5 separate regions of the Mus musculus genome follow, and regions 2, 3, 4 and 5 are each linked to region 1. Evidence: chromatin contacts called from public HiChIP or PLAC-seq and promoter capture Hi-C data. All regions are on one chromosome and are shown on one strand. Each heading gives the region's core, a stretch centred on a gene start, on an enhancer-like site or on the middle of the called end of the contact. The rest is flanking DNA. Distances are from core to core; before and after follow the strand shown. Region 1 holds the start of Gpatch3 (G patch domain containing 3). Region 2 holds the start of Rps6ka1 (ribosomal protein S6 kinase polypeptide 1). Region 3 holds the start of Cd164l2 (CD164 sialomucin-like 2). Region 4 overlaps Wdtc1 (WD and tetratricopeptide repeats 1). Region 5 overlaps Rps6ka1 (ribosomal protein S6 kinase polypeptide 1).

Region 1 (2,700 bases), core at 139-2,638:
TGTATGTCTTGATAAGACATTGCTCCTAAAGATTCTGCTTAAACCATAGCCGGCATATGCACTCGAGTGTGTGTGCACACGCGCACACGCACACACGCACACACACACACCTCTTTCTATGAAACTGTTTAACTTTGAGCTGATACCAGTTTTTCATTTTTGTTTTGTATGTTATTTTTTTAACTTTTGAGACAGGGTCAGAGCTAGATAGTCTTGGCTGTCCTGGAACTCACTTTGTAGACCAAGCCAGGCTAGAACTACAGAGATCCATCTGCCTCTACTTCCCAGGCACTAGAACTAAAGGCATATATACCACCACTATTGCTAATGACTCTTTAGGATGAACTGTTTCAAAATAATTTATTTAAACCTCTCCATCTGGCATTTTAAAACACCTGGCTTCCTTTTCCCCAATGGACACACTTGTGCCCAGCCCCTCTCTGCTGCCCCCAGCTCTTTCCTCTGCAGAGCCTGTCTTCCAGTCGCTAGGTTAGATTAGAAGAAACCAAGTTTCCTTTGTGCATTTCAAGATATGGTTCCTCTGTGTAGCACTGGCTGTCCTGGAATTCGCTCGCTCAGAGATCCTCCTGCCTCTGCCGCCTGAGAGCTGGGATCAAAGGCGTGCCTTAGCGCACCGGGCTCCAAATATCCTTTTTAAGAAATCATGTCAGTACAAAAATCACCACCCTTAGGGAAATGGTCCTTAAGAGGGGATACATTTGAAACTTATCTATACAGATCTCAGTTGTTTTGTCTGTTTTGCCTTGTAAGTCCTTGAGTAAAAACATGCAGATTGGGCTGAAAACTTGTAGCTTTGTCCAGAACTAACTTAAGCTCTAAACAGTGATAACCTATCTTAACCACCCAGGCAATGCGCCTCTTTTCCAAGGGCCGTGCGTCCGGTCCATTCTCTCCCCCTTACCTGAAACCTCGGTGGGAAGCCTAAGCCTGCGGATGAGACAGCGACCGGGAAGCCAGGTCCCCTGAGAGTCCAGCCACCGGCGACCGGAGTACATGCGAAGCAGCCGCTGGGCTTGCGCCGCTCCCCTCACCGAGACGACGCAGCAGCAGGTGCGGGTCTGGGCTGCCGCAGAGCCCCGGGCGCGGACAGCGCGGGCATCGGAGGCCGGAGCCTGGGCGAGAACCGGATCCTCAGCGGCGGGGTCCGGGCCAGCCCGGGCCGCCTCGGGACTCGCCTGCGGAGGGCCCCTCTCGGGCCGGTGCCGGTAGTGGAAGCACAGGAAGCCTCCGCCGCGCTGTTCCCGGAACTGGCTAAAGTAGCTCCGTAACTGAGCCGAGCGTAACACGGCAGGGATCCCGCTCACCACCAGGTAAACCGGCGACTCTTCGTCCAGCTCCCTGGGCGACGCCATCTTGGCCTGTCACATGATTGCTTGGCGTCCACTCTCGCGAGAGCACCACGTCTCGGATGCTGGAGTTTGGTCAATGTGGCATCGGTGACCGTTTGGTACTTGAAGTTTCGTTTTAATTGCTCTTGGGCCGAATCTGTGTTTCCAGCTCCACAGAAGATGGAAAACTCGTGCGATGGGCTGGGCTGTAGCTCAGTGATAGCTGGTCCAGCGTGTGAGAGGCTCTAAGGAGGAACCAGTGTAGAGCACCGGGATGCTGAGCGGGAGGTGGCGGAGGTCTGATGCAAAACTGGACTCTACAGTACCAACCCAGCCGGGCGTGGTGCCTCACGCCTTTAAACCCGGCACTTGAGAGTTAGAGGCAAGCAGGTGTGCGTGAGTTCAAGACCAGCCTGGTCAACATAGTGACTGAGACGGGGCTATGTCGAGAGAGCCTTTCTCAGGGCGCGGGACGGGGGAGATGAAGAGATGCCCCGGCAATTAAGAGCTTTCGCTGCTCTTACAGAATACTTGGATTGGATTCCCAGCACCCACGTACGAGGGAACTCTCCCATACGTAACTCGTTTCATGAGATTGGACACCCTCTTCTGACCTCTAGAGGCACATACGTGTTGCACATACATACATGCAGGCAAAATTCTCATGCACATAAAATTATCTGTAACAAACCGGGCGGTGGTGGCTCACGCCTTTAATCCCAGCACTCAGGAGACAGAGGCAGGCGGATTTCTGAGTTCGAGGCCAGCCTGGTCTACAGAGTGAGTTCCAGGACAGCCAGGGCTACACAGAGAAGTCTCGAGGGAAAAAAAAATTTTTTTTGGTTTGGTTTGGTTTTTTTGTTTGTTTGTTTTAGATTTATTTATTTATTATATGTAAGTACACTGTAGCTGTCTTCAGACACACCAGAAGAGGGCATCAGATCTCATTACGGATGGTTGCAAAGCAGTTGTTGGGATTTGAACTCCCGACCTTCAGAAGAGCAGTTGGTACTCTTAACCGCTGAGCCATCTCTCCAGCCCTCAAAAAGATTTTTTTTTAAATGTACAAATACATGCATAGACATCGAAAACTATTCCCAGAGATCATAGGCGAAAACCATATTGCCAGCTTCGGACGACCTCCGTACAAGGCGTTGAGTCCCTCACAAACAAACAGTATAGCTCTTGTGATTGTGTGCAGTGTTCAGGAAGGCCAGAGGAGGGCGTTGGAGCCTCTGGATCCATTTTTTTTTTATAAAGATTTATTTATTTACTATATGTAAGTACACTGTAGCTGTCTTCAGACACTCCAGAAGAGGGCATCAGATCTCATTACGGGTGGTTGTGAGCC
Region 2 (2,754 bases), core at 184-2,683, 310 kb before region 1:
CCTGAATCTCCTGGATTAAATTTATTTCTATTTATTCATTTATTTATTTACTTAGTTGGGTTTTTGGGGTTTGGGGGGTTTGTTTGTTTTGTTTTGATACAGGTTCTTACTGTGTAGCCCTGGCTGGCCTAGAATTGGCTAAGTAGCCCAAGCTAGCCCTGAACAGAGATCCTCCTGCCTCTGCCTCCCTACTGCTAGGATTAGAGGCGTGAGTGACTTCTCTCCACTTAAAAATGTACTGCATTAAAATGTCTTTATCGGGGAAGGTTGTCCCTGTGCACATTTGTGGAGGTCAAAGGACTGCTTATGAGTTGGTTCTCTTCCACCACATGGGGCCTGGGGATCAGACTCAGGGAAGGCAAGCTCTTTTACCCATTGAGTCCATCCACGGACCCACCCCACACTCTTTTAAACACCAGTGTGCTCCTGACCTGCTGTGTGACTTCGGATAAATAGCTTAGGGTGTCTACTAGGATGGGGTGGAGTCTCAAAAAAAAAATCACAAGCTGCCTGAAGGTGGAGGTCGGAGATACTCAACACGACCTGGCCGGCAAAGCCTGGGTTCCATGGCCATAACCAAGCAAGGAAACGTAACAAAAAATAAATTCCCTATCAATGACGCCTGTCTTCGCTGGAGGCTTTTAATAAACGAGCCAGCTTGTCTTTCACCTGAGAGTAAGTCTCACGACACCTGGGGCCTAAAATCTCCTTAAGAGCAGGCCAAATCTTACTGGAGAGAATCCTGATCCCACCAGAACTGGATTTTGCCTTCTTTCCAGGGACTCCTGCTCAAGTCAGACCACAATCTGGTCTGCCACGGAAGAGGCGCGGACCTGGCCTGAAACCAGCGCCCTCAAGTGATAGGGCACAACAGACTAGGAAGGAGAAAAAAAAATGCGTATTAGGAAATCACCCTGGGGGCGCTGTGGGTCCTGGCGCTGGCTGGCTTGGGACCCGGGGATCACATGGAGACCCCAAAGTGTGGGCTCCCGTGATGTGCACAAGCTTTCGGAAGGGGGCGATCCTAAGGGCTTGGAGAGCTGAGAGCCAGAGGGCACAAGGCCCAGGCTCCTTCCACGCCTCAGTCGGGATCAGGCCCAGGACGTCCCATGTAAATGTGGGGTGGCAGCCCCTCCCCCTGGAGGGAGAAGGCACATCTGGGTTAACATCCCAAAGGCTGCTAGGACAGGACAACGGAGGCCCCAGCGAGGTCTGCAAAGCGGCACAAAGCCCGGGAAAACGGAACCCGCGGAGCCTCCGGTGGGCAGGGCCGACAGTGGGCTGGGGTCTCTCGTGAAGGCAAGGCTGACTCCCGGCGCGTTGGGGGCGGGGGTCCGCGCCGGGAATGCCGCGCCGTGGGGGGACTGGGCGGGGCTACTCAGGCCCCGCCCCCGCGCAGGTAGCCAATGGGCGCGGCGGCGCCGGGTGACGGAGCGAGCCGAAGTGCGAGTGCCGCGGCGGCGGCGGACGGCCCATCCAGAGCGCGAGGGGCTCAGGGGCGTGCGGGGGTCTCGGTGTAGCAGCAGGGACCCCGTGGCCCAGAGGCAGCGCTGCCCGGGGCCGCCGGGAGGAGCGCGGGCGGTCCGGCAGCGGCGCGATGCCGCTCGCCCAGCTCAAGGAGCCCTGGCCGCTCATGGAGCTGGTGCCGCTGGACCCGGAGGTGAGTGAGAGGGGCGGGGGTTGGGGGGACAGGCGGCGGCGGCCGGCCAGCCCGGATCCGCACCGGGGCGGGGCGGGGGCGGCCCGCGGCGTCTCTGCAGCCCCGCGGGGACGTGAGTGCCCTCCGGTCTCTAGCTCACTGTCCGGCTCCACCCCCTTGTGCTCCGGGTGTGCGTGTGTAGGGGATGGTTCTGCTGGGCTCTCAGTACCTCCCTGCAGTAGCCAGGAGAGGAATCTCCACGGTGTGTTGAGATCTGACACCTAGGACCCATCCCGCTTATCATCTTTTAGTAGCTGTGGGAGTTGCCCCAATCAGTGCAGAAGGGAGAAAGGCTTGGGTCAGATGTCTAGGCTTCTACTAGAGACAAGGATCATGGGAATCCGGTTTCTCACCTTAACCTCTCCCCAAGACCTCTCTTCGTTCCTCCACTTCTGACCTTAGGAAGGTAGCCCTGCTGAATCCCAGGCAGTTATGGAACGTGGGACGATACCACCTCTGGAGTTGGAGCCTGCTTTCCTTTGCCCTAAAGCTAATGACACCGGGTCTTCCTACTTCAGATTATGCTGAAGAGTGGGGAAAGTCCTTAGATCTTGTGAAGACTGTCTCTGTAGAAGAGACTCTGCCTCCGTCTTCCTCTCTCCCTCCTTCCTTTCCTGTAGAAAAAGGCTGAGCCCTTGGGCAGTATGGCTTCTGCCACCTAGCCTTTCCCAGAAGCAACTCCTGTCTTTTTTGAGGGCTTTGTGGTCCAACCCTGAGCATGCAGGAGGCCACTTCTGTGCTGTCCTGTCACCCTGGGATCAAGGTCAAGTTTTGAACCAGCAACTTTAAAACTTTCCCTGCTCTCCTGCTGCGAAGGAGGCAGGTGAAACTCTGCCTTCCTTCACTGGAGCTGTTTTGGGGTACAGGAGGCTGGGGTACAGGAGACCTCACTTGATCCCAGAACCTAGATGCTTTTTCTCCTGGCTTGAACCCCTTTACCTATGCTTGGTACCTCAGGTCAGTCACTGTGAGCCCTGTCTCTCAGGACCACGGGCAGAGAGAGGATCCACAGTGAGATCCCCAAGTCTCCAGGCACTCAGGGCATGCTGCCCCTT
Region 3 (2,700 bases), core at 59-2,558, 350 kb after region 1:
CCAATCCCGAGCCTGGGCCAGTAGCTGGACCCACTTCCGATCACACCCCTGCCCCATTTAAGGCTGGTCAGCCCGTCTCCGCCCCTAGCTGTGCTCTATCTACAAGACTGGTCTCTAATGTCACTTGCTTCAGGAAGACCCCGCCACTCCAAAGACCTCCTCAGCAGAGGGTGCTAGCTCCCACAAGCTCCTGGGCATGCTGGACCAAATTATAGGCTAAGATACCAGCCAGGGCATATACATCGAACGGTTCCTGGCCGAGAAGCCAACAGTTCGTGGGTGCAGTCTACTTCCTGAGAGATTGTGGCTGGGGACACCTCACTCTCCTCCCTTAGCTTACCTGGGCATGACTCTGAGTGGTTATAGATTGAGCAACCCTCCTTGACCACTTCAGCTTGGGCCACACAGTGTCCTGGTGGGAGAAGAAACAGAGAAGAGGTTTGGAGAGAAAGTTGAGAGTGGTGGTGCCATATAGACAAGAGGATGTTCCCAAGGAGGGCTCAACTACATACCTGGCTCCTCTGGCCCACATTGCTGCCAGACACAAATGGAGAAGTTGTGGGCTCTGTCCACACAGTGTTCACAGTGTCCCAGGTGTTTGCAGCCCCCTTGGGTAGTAGGCCAAACGTTCAGGCGGAGCAGGGCTCCCCGACCAAAGCCACGAGCTCCTTTACCTGGGTGTCGGGGGGTGCAAATGGGCAGAAAGCGGCAGAAAGCCAGGTGCCAAGCTGCAATACATCTCCCACTACAGCGACTCACACCTCCGCACAGGTCTGGAGCTCCCCCCAGCCCTGCTTAAACTCACCGAGCTGCCCTCCCCCAACCTCTTTCCATACACACTCCTGAAGTTCCTCCTCCACACTCAGCTAAGTCTCCTAGTCCCCCACACTTGGAACCTCTAAATAGGCACTAAGGTCTCAACACACCCCTGGAGTCCTGCAGAGGTCGAAAACGTTCCCTCTCACAAGCCTACTGTGCTGGAAGAAGAAGCTAAAGTGAGCTACACCTTCACCTGCCTGGGCCCCTGGTCAGATCCTGCTCAGCATTACCAGCTAGAACCAGCTGGGCACACAGGAGAAGGCAACAACAACCGCCGCAGAGAGCAGCACGCAAGGCGCGGGGTCCGGGTGCGGCCATGAGCGCGGGGGCCGGGACTGGGGGTCGGCGGACAGCTGGTGTGGCGCGTCCTTTCTTGACTACACTCGCCCGGCTAGCCAGAGCCAAACCTGGGCAGCGGGGGCGTGGCCAGGCTGGAGCGTGGTTGCCTTGTGGGCGTGGCTAGAGGCCGAGACCTCTGGGAGGGTCCAGGTAGAGCCCCGCTCTGCTGTGCGATTTAAGGCGGGGCCTGAACAAAAGGGATGGGTTTAAGACTCATGTCACCTGGTCCCTGAGGGGCAGCTTCAAGGCGGGAGGATCTCTGTGAGAACAGGCCTTGTCAACATAGCTACTATGTTTTGGTGAGTTTTTAGGGAATCACTTGTGTAGCTCTGGCTGTCCCGGAACTCATTATTGTAGAGCAGAGCTGAGATTAAAGGCCTATGCCATCACCTAACTCGACCTATGGGCCGGGACCCCCCTTAGGTGAGCCTCTATTTCAAAAACATTATTTACATTATGATTCACGACAGTAGCAAAATTACAAAATAATTTTATGGTTGGGAGGTCACCACAAGATGCATTAAAGGGTCCCAGCGTTAAGGAGGTTGAGAGCCCACTTTAAACCCTAAAGACTTTTTTTTTTTTTTTTTTTTTTTTTGGTTAGGATTTATTTGTTCATTTTATGTATATGAGTACACTGTAGCTGCCTTGAGACACACCAGAAGAGGGCATCAGATCCCATTACAGATGGTTGTGAGCCACCATGTGAGTGCTGGGAATTGAACTCAGGAGCTCTGGGAGAGCAGCCAGTGCTCTAACCTCTGAGCCATCTCTCCAAGATGAGAGATGTTTTTAACCCTGTCTCACAGGTGAGGCGAGTGAGCAGTCTGAACCCACAGTGGTAAATTTGGAACTCCATTCTGGCTACACCTGTGGCTGGCTATTCCCAGCTGTGGGGACACCATACCCTGTCCTGCCTTCCAGCTCATCACATCCCTGGGTCCTAAGTGGTGCCATTACTAGATCACTGAGCCTTTGGGGGATCTGCCTCCTGGTCACTCTCCTGTCCTGGCACAGCCGATTCTCAGTCCCTTTTCAGATATCTCCCTTTCCTCTGCCAACTTCTTAATCAGGTGTGGCCCTCTTAGCCCTGAGCCTTAGTCTGCCCTCTCCTGCAATCATCTTGGCTATTCTTCTGCTGTCAGGTCCCACTTAAAAGCCATTGAGTAAGGCGAGGGATGTGGTTCATTTGGTAGGATGCTTGGCTGGAGTGCCTAGCCCAGGCTTCATCCCTAGCACTAACCAGCCTGGTAGCTTGTGCAGTCCCAGCGCTTGGGTGGTAGAAACAGAAGACTTAGAAGTTCAAGGTTGATCTTTGCTACAGAGAGAGTTAGAGCCAACCTAGGCTAAAGAACCCTTGCCTTAAAACCGGGGAGGTGGGGGAAAGGTGTTAACCTGGCAGAGTGACACATTCCTTTAATCCCAGCACTCCAGAGACAGAGATAGTCAGATCTCTGTGAATTTTGGGGACAGCCTGATCTACACAGGAAGTTCCAGGATAGCCAGGATGACAGCGAGACCATGCCTCAAAACAACAAGGAG
Region 4 (2,700 bases), core at 78-2,577, 260 kb after region 1:
CTGGGAGCCCTGCACTCTCTCTTCACCTCCTGTCAGCTCCTGTTTCATCTTTGTTTTTAGTTTTTTAGTGTTTTGAGGTGGTGTCTTGCTGTGTAGCTCTGGCTGGCCTCAAATTCTCTCTGAGATCAACCTGTCTCGGCCTCTCAAGTGCTAAGATAGAGCTGTTTCACCACAGCTGGCTTACATTACAGGTCTGTAAATCAGAACTGTCTAACACAAATCTCACCAGGCTAAAAGAAGGTGTTGGCAGCTCTGTCCCTCCAGGAGGCTGTAGGGTAGAGTAGAATTTCTTTTCTTGCTATTCCCAGTTTCTTAAACTTGGCTCCTGGCCCTTCCTTCTGCTGCATAGCCAGCAGCGGCTGGTCCGGTCCTTTCACACCTGTGTCTGCTCCTCTGTAGCCAGCACACCCAGCTATCAATTTAAGTGTTTATGTAACTGCACTGAGCCTACCTGGATAGTCCAGGATCTCAGGCCATCGCACGGTCCTAACCCTAATCATATCTGCAAAGTTCTTTTTGTCACTTCAGATATTAGATGTTTGCAGGTTTCAGAATTATGGCAGGACATCAATAAGAGACCATTATTCTGCCTATACCAGTATTCAGCTTTGCCCTCACTATAAGCAGCAGTCACTCAAGGCCATTGGTGCTCCATGATGAAGCTGTGGCTTCAGGCACAAGGATAGAAATGATTTTGACTCAGATAAAGGTGTGGGGTTGCAACCAAGTGTCTGAGAAGGCAAGAGGCCTTAGGTCTGCAGGGGCACTGGCAGCCTTGAATGTACAACTGAGGTGTCTCAGCTGGGAATTAGGTGTGTCTCTACCTCTCAGTTCTCCTCACTAGTCCCACTGGACAGATGCATCTAGTCAGTTAAGCAGCAGATACCTGCTAGACACTGTAGCTGGCTTCGGAGATGCAGTGTAATCCGCAAAGCCTGCTTTCTCAGGCCTATCTGGTGGAGGAAAAGTCACAGAGCTGCGGAGCTGTAGGATAGCATAACAGCCAACAGGAAAGCAGCCCTGCCCCCACCCACGAGCACAGGAGAGGCAAGACGCCTTGGAGGAAGGTCCTGCTCTCGGATACCTGAAGAATGGATTGCAATTGCTGGTTTGGATGCTATATACCACAGATAACGGGCTGCCCAGTTTGAATTCCTAAACAGAAATGGACTGAGGGGCAGGAGAAGGTCAGCGTCAGGGTCTGCTGCTATAGTCAGTCTGGCTCCATCTTCCACAACTATGGGATAGGCCTGCCTCTGGGTGCTGACTCCACGCCCAGGCTGCTTGCCCTCGAGGTGGCAGAATTGCAACAACTTGGAACAGTCCGTCCATCTGCATGCCTGGCAGCCGTCCATCCGTCCACATGCCTGGCCGTCATGGAAGCACCTGTGTATCCAGAGCTCCTGAGAATGGGACTCACGTGCCTGTTTCCCTCTTGGCATCTGATTCCAGGTCAAGGTTCATCTCTCAGCTGATTGCTATGGCCAAATAAGCTTTACTGTTTCCCCTGTACTGTTTGGTTTAGGTCTAACTAAACCTCAAAACCTCTTACTGTGGCAAGAAAAATGAATTTGTGCTTCCAAGACACTTGGTTTGATTTTAGGCAGGAAGTTGGTAGTTCAGTCAGTGATAATCTTGCTGCCCTTAGGCAGGGGCAGAGTGAAGAGACAGAGAGAAGCCTGCCTGGTCTAGTCATGTCATCTCCTTTGCCGAGAAACCCTAGGGTCCACTCCTCATACCTTCTGCTCTTTGTAAGTTCAAGTTTATTATGTACTGTTGACTGCCTCGTTTTTCCCTCCCTCCCTCCCTCCTTCCCTTCCTTCCTTCCTTCCTTCCTTTCTTTCTTCCTTCCTTTCTTTCTTTCTTTCTTTTTTTTTTTTTTTTTGAGACAGAGTTTCTCTGTGTAGCCCTGGCTGTCCTGGAACTCACTCTGTTGACCAGGCTGGCCTCCGACTCAGAAATCCACCTGCCTCTGCCTCCCACGTGCTGAGGTTAAAGGTGTGTGCCACCATGCCTGGCTCTGTTTCTTAAGATTTGTTTTATTTCATGTATACAAATGAGCATTTTGCCCTCATGTGCTGGTACCCACAAAGATTCGAAGAGGGCAACAGATGCCCTGGAACTGGAGTTCCAGGCATTTGTGAGCCAACCATGTGGGTGCTGGGAATTGAACCTGCGTCCTCTGCTATCTCCCACTAATCCATCTCTCCAGCCCCACTTCTTCTGATTCTGAAGTAAACCCCTCAAGGTAACTCAAGATTATCTTTTTACATTAATCTCTAGGATTCACCTTTTGTAGGGAGTGAGGGTAGAGGAATACAGGAATGGAGCCTCAAGATGCTGCATGCATGCTGGCCCTAAACTTGTCCCTTGAAGGAGATGTGCCTGTGCCTTCCAGGGATAGGGACAGACAGTTTTCAGCTTTTATAGTTTCTATGTATGAATTTCCTGCAAGGTGGGATAGAAGAAACCCGCCTTACTAACTCGTGTTGAGTGTCCACTGACAGTGCGTGGGAAAGCACTTTATATGCTGTAAAGGGGAGCATTTTCGTTCTGCCCCCCACAGGTCCCTGGCAGATGCTGAAGGTAGGGTGGTTTGCTTGCCTAACCCTAAGCTCTTGGCATTGAGCTTCCCAGGGAACTGTGCATTTCTTAACCCTCTGTTTCCTCCCCCAGGGACACTCAGGCTGTGTCAACTGT
Region 5 (2,700 bases), core at 88-2,587, 290 kb before region 1:
CAGTATCCTTTTGGATGAGGAGGGCCACATCAAACTCACTGGTGAGTGAAGGGCACCTGCTCCTTTGGGCTCTGGGGAGGATAACCAGGCTCTGTCTGATAGGTCTCAGCTGATGGCTGTGTTTCCTGGGAGACGATGCCAGTTACATACATGCCAAAAACCTAGGCCTTGTTACTTAGTTATTTTTTGTGTGTGTATGGGAGTTTTGCCTATATTTGTATCTGTACCTCATGCATGTGTTGCCCAAAGAGGCTAGAGTTGCCTGCACCTGGTTGTTAACCATCGTGTGGGAGCTGGGAATGGAACCTGGGTTGTCTGGAAGAACAGCCAATATTCTTAACTGCTGAGCCATCTCTCGAGGCTCCCTAGGTCTCAGAGCAGACTGAGCTCTCACTGACAACCTTGGTGATACCTGGCTCCGGTCAGAGGAGCTAAGTGTGGTAGCCGTGGGCGTGGCAGGGATCCTAGAAGTGACTTCTCTGCCCTCCATGCTGCAGACTTTGGCCTGAGCAAGGAGGCCATAGACCATGAGAAGAAGGCTTACTCCTTCTGCGGGACAGTGGAGTACATGGCGCCCGAGGTTGTCAACCGCCAGGGTCACACCCACAGTGCAGACTGGTGGTCCTATGGGGTGCTGATGGTGAGTGTCCGGGCTCTGCTGCACACTGTTGTACTTTGTTTCCCTCGAAGAGCCGCGGGCTTTAGTCCACCTGCCTGAAGTACCACCCCTCACCTAACTTGGGAACTCTCCTCTGCTTCCTTCCTCTGGCTTTAGTGCTGCTCCTGGGTTCTAGGTTGGGAGGGGGGCAGAGGCAGGCACAGGCCTTGCTGCAGCTAGACTTAGACTGTAAAGTCTTAACAGGCCAGCAAGAATCCCCGGACTGCAGCAGGGTAGCCCGGGAAGGAGGGGGAGGGATGTGTGGGAGACAGAGAACAAGGCCACACCTATATGTTTCCTTTTCCCCCCGAAGTTTGAGATGCTGACGGGCTCCCTGCCCTTCCAGGGGAAGGACCGGAAGGAGACCATGACCTTGATTTTGAAGTAAGCACCAACACTGCCTGGCCCTCCAAGTTCTCCCTAATCCCACCCCAGTTGCAGGGCCAGTGAATTGCTTTTTCCCTGTCTGCAGACCCTTGCTGTCTGCCAGGGCCAGTGGGAAGTGTTCTTAATGTCTCTGGGAGGTGAGTTAGTGGCTGGCTTCTCTGGACTGAGCTGGAAAAGAGAAAGGGAAGGGGCTCTGGGACTCCTGGGTGGGGCTCAGCCCTGATGAGACCTGTGGCTGTTCCAGGGCGAAGCTAGGCATGCCCCAGTTTCTGAGCACGGAAGCCCAGAGCCTCCTGCGGGCCCTGTTCAAGAGGAATCCTGCCAATCGGCTTGGTAAGCAACCCCAGCTCAGAGGAGGGGACATGGCGGTGAGGATCAGGGTACAGCTGCAGCCTAGGCCACGGGGCCACATCTAGGACTGAAAGGAGCTGTTGTCCTTTGTGTGAGCAGACAATGCTGCTGGCCACCCTATTTTCTGGTTCCATGTATGGTGCTGGGAGGGTGACCTGTGTGGGGGGAAGGCAGGAACTGAGTCATTCATACCCCCTCAGGGACAAGGACACAGGCCCCCACACAGCTTCTCTGCCAAGGTTGCTGGCTCAAGGGAAGGCGCAGGAGCTTAGGAGCGAGAAAGGTCTCAGGCCTAGCTGTGTCTGTCCCCGCTGCCCGGCACCCAGCAGTACTGTAAACATTTGCTGAGGGATTGAATACGGTTTATGAGCCTGCGCTATGGCAGGGGACCCCACCTTTCCGAGCCCCAGGTTCCTGTGTCAGTGGAGACACTGATTCTGCCCTGGCTCCCGGGGATCTTTGATGAGAGAAGGACATTCCTGTTGTTCAGTGAAGTATACAGTATTTGCCGAGGTTTTTGGATGCTGGCTTTATCTGGATCACAACCAGCTAAGGTCCAGTCCAGGTCCCTGGGTTGAATCGAATGAGCGTTTGTCTCAGGGATAAAGACGAGAGGCAGTAGGAAAAGAAGGGCAGAGAGGAGGGGGGCCTGTGGCGGGAGTGGATGAAGGCCCTTGTTAGATCTCAAAAGAAGTCAGTCCAGCTTCTGTCAGGATTAATGCTTGGACAGGCTTCCCGTCCTGCCTGGCCCCTCCTTCCTCAGTACACCAGCAGAAGCTCCGTAACATAGGAAATACTGAGCGGGCTCCAGGCTTCAGGGTAGTGGGTACTGACGCAGGACATGGTGAACCCCTGCTGCCCTCCACGGTAGCAGCTGGTCCAGAGCCTGGAAGACAGAATGGGTGTCTGAGGTTGGCTTCATTTGGCTTCTTTCAGGCTCGGGCCCTGATGGGGCAGAGGAAATTAAGAGACATATCTTCTACTCCACCATTGACTGGAATGTGAGTGCCCGTGCCTGTGCCCTGTGATGGACGCAGGAAGGGTGGGGGAGGGGCCCCTGCCAACCGTGGCCTCAGCTGTGGGAGGTAGAAGGTGAGCAGCCCTTAACATGCCCTTGGAGGGGTGACTTCACGCCCTTGAAGGCTGCTCTCCCTTGCTGTTATCCACTGAGCAGCATAGCTTCTACTCTTCCTGTCGGGGCTGCTAGCAGGCTGTGGGGTCACCATGGTGACCAGAGCATATACCCCACCTTACAGAAGCTCTACCGGCGTGAGATCAAGCCCCCTTTCAAGCCGGCTGTGGCC

Evidence for each region. Promoter capture Hi-C pulls out the DNA fragments that hold promoters and counts their contacts. HiChIP or PLAC-seq counts read pairs in DNA pulled down with a chosen protein or histone mark.
Region 2: a promoter capture Hi-C map of hematopoietic stem and progenitor cells shows a contact between it and region 1. The contact joins the promoter of Rps6ka1 here to the promoter of Gpatch3 in region 1. A contact is called at or near these places in 20 of 39 promoter capture datasets (the 3T3-L1 cell line, 3T3-L1-derived adipocytes, the C10 cell line and 14 more), 1 of 484 Hi-C or Micro-C datasets (bone marrow-derived macrophages), 35 of 115 datasets of contacts at active chromatin or transcription factors (the 230-238 cell line, the HPC-7 cell line, acute myeloid leukemia and 22 more) and 5 of 9 other capture datasets (adipose tissue, embryonic stem cells, liver and 2 more).
Region 3: a promoter capture Hi-C map of embryonic stem cells shows a contact between it and region 1, with 2.6 times the contacts expected there. The contact joins the promoter of Cd164l2 here to the promoter of Gpatch3 in region 1. A contact is called at or near these places in 1 of 39 promoter capture datasets (embryonic stem cells), 1 of 115 datasets of contacts at active chromatin or transcription factors (pancreatic cancer cells) and 1 of 9 other capture datasets (pancreatic islet).
Region 4: a contact with region 1 is called in a promoter capture Hi-C map of liver, with 2.3 times the contacts expected there. The contact joins the enhancer-like site here to the promoter of Gpatch3 in region 1. A contact is called at or near these places in 5 of 39 promoter capture datasets (the 3T3-L1 cell line, the SN4741 cell line, hematopoietic stem and progenitor cells and 2 more), 1 of 484 Hi-C or Micro-C datasets (the C2C12 cell line), 2 of 115 datasets of contacts at active chromatin or transcription factors (embryonic stem cells and microglia) and 1 of 9 other capture datasets (adipose tissue).
Region 5: an H3K27ac HiChIP or PLAC-seq map of embryonic stem cells shows a contact between it and region 1, with 12 read pairs. The contact joins the enhancer-like site here to the promoter of Gpatch3 in region 1. A contact is called at or near these places in 14 of 39 promoter capture datasets (the 3T3-L1 cell line, 3T3-L1-derived adipocytes, the C10 cell line and 10 more), 1 of 484 Hi-C or Micro-C datasets (bone marrow-derived macrophages), 23 of 115 datasets of contacts at active chromatin or transcription factors (the HPC-7 cell line, acute myeloid leukemia, astrocytes and 16 more) and 5 of 9 other capture datasets (adipose tissue, embryonic stem cells, liver and 2 more).

The regions. Positions count from the first base shown.
Region 1 is chr4:133,573,433-133,576,132 of GRCm38.p6, reverse strand. It overlaps Gpatch3 (G patch domain containing 3), which reads right to left and starts at 1,388. Exons shown (of 7, transcript NM_172876.2): 1 at 923-1,388. The coding sequence starts at 1,373.
Region 2 is chr4:133,886,476-133,889,229 of GRCm38.p6, reverse strand. It overlaps Rps6ka1 (ribosomal protein S6 kinase polypeptide 1), which reads left to right and starts at 1,433. Exons shown (of 22, transcript NM_009097.5): 1 at 1,433-1,660. The coding sequence starts at 1,598.
Region 3 is chr4:133,219,417-133,222,116 of GRCm38.p6, reverse strand. It overlaps Cd164l2 (CD164 sialomucin-like 2), which reads right to left and starts at 1,308. Exons shown (of 6, transcript NM_027152.1): 1 at 1,050-1,308; 2 at 513-674; 3 at 341-412. The coding sequence starts at 1,137.
Region 4 is chr4:133,313,783-133,316,482 of GRCm38.p6, reverse strand. It overlaps Wdtc1 (WD and tetratricopeptide repeats 1), which reads left to right. Exons shown (of 16, transcript NM_199306.4): 4 at 2,677-2,700. Among named protein-coding and RNA genes, the nearest start is that of Wdtc1, 24 kb to the left of the region's middle. Within about 2 kb of position 1,327, at least 13 of the 459 cell types and tissues checked have an H3K27ac peak or open chromatin away from gene starts, as enhancers often do. A contact at or near this core is called in liver, where this site is marked.
Region 5 is chr4:133,863,703-133,866,402 of GRCm38.p6, reverse strand. It overlaps Rps6ka1 (ribosomal protein S6 kinase polypeptide 1), which reads left to right. Exons shown (of 22, transcript NM_009097.5): 8 at 4-41; 9 at 498-640; 10 at 972-1,042; 11 at 1,290-1,378; 12 at 2,333-2,397; 13 at 2,653-2,700. Among named protein-coding and RNA genes, the nearest start is that of Gm12977, 6.9 kb to the left of the region's middle. Within about 2 kb of position 1,337, at least 72 of the 459 cell types and tissues checked have an H3K27ac peak or open chromatin away from gene starts, as enhancers often do. A contact at or near this core is called in astrocytes, embryonic stem cells and stem cell-derived neural progenitor cells, where this site is marked.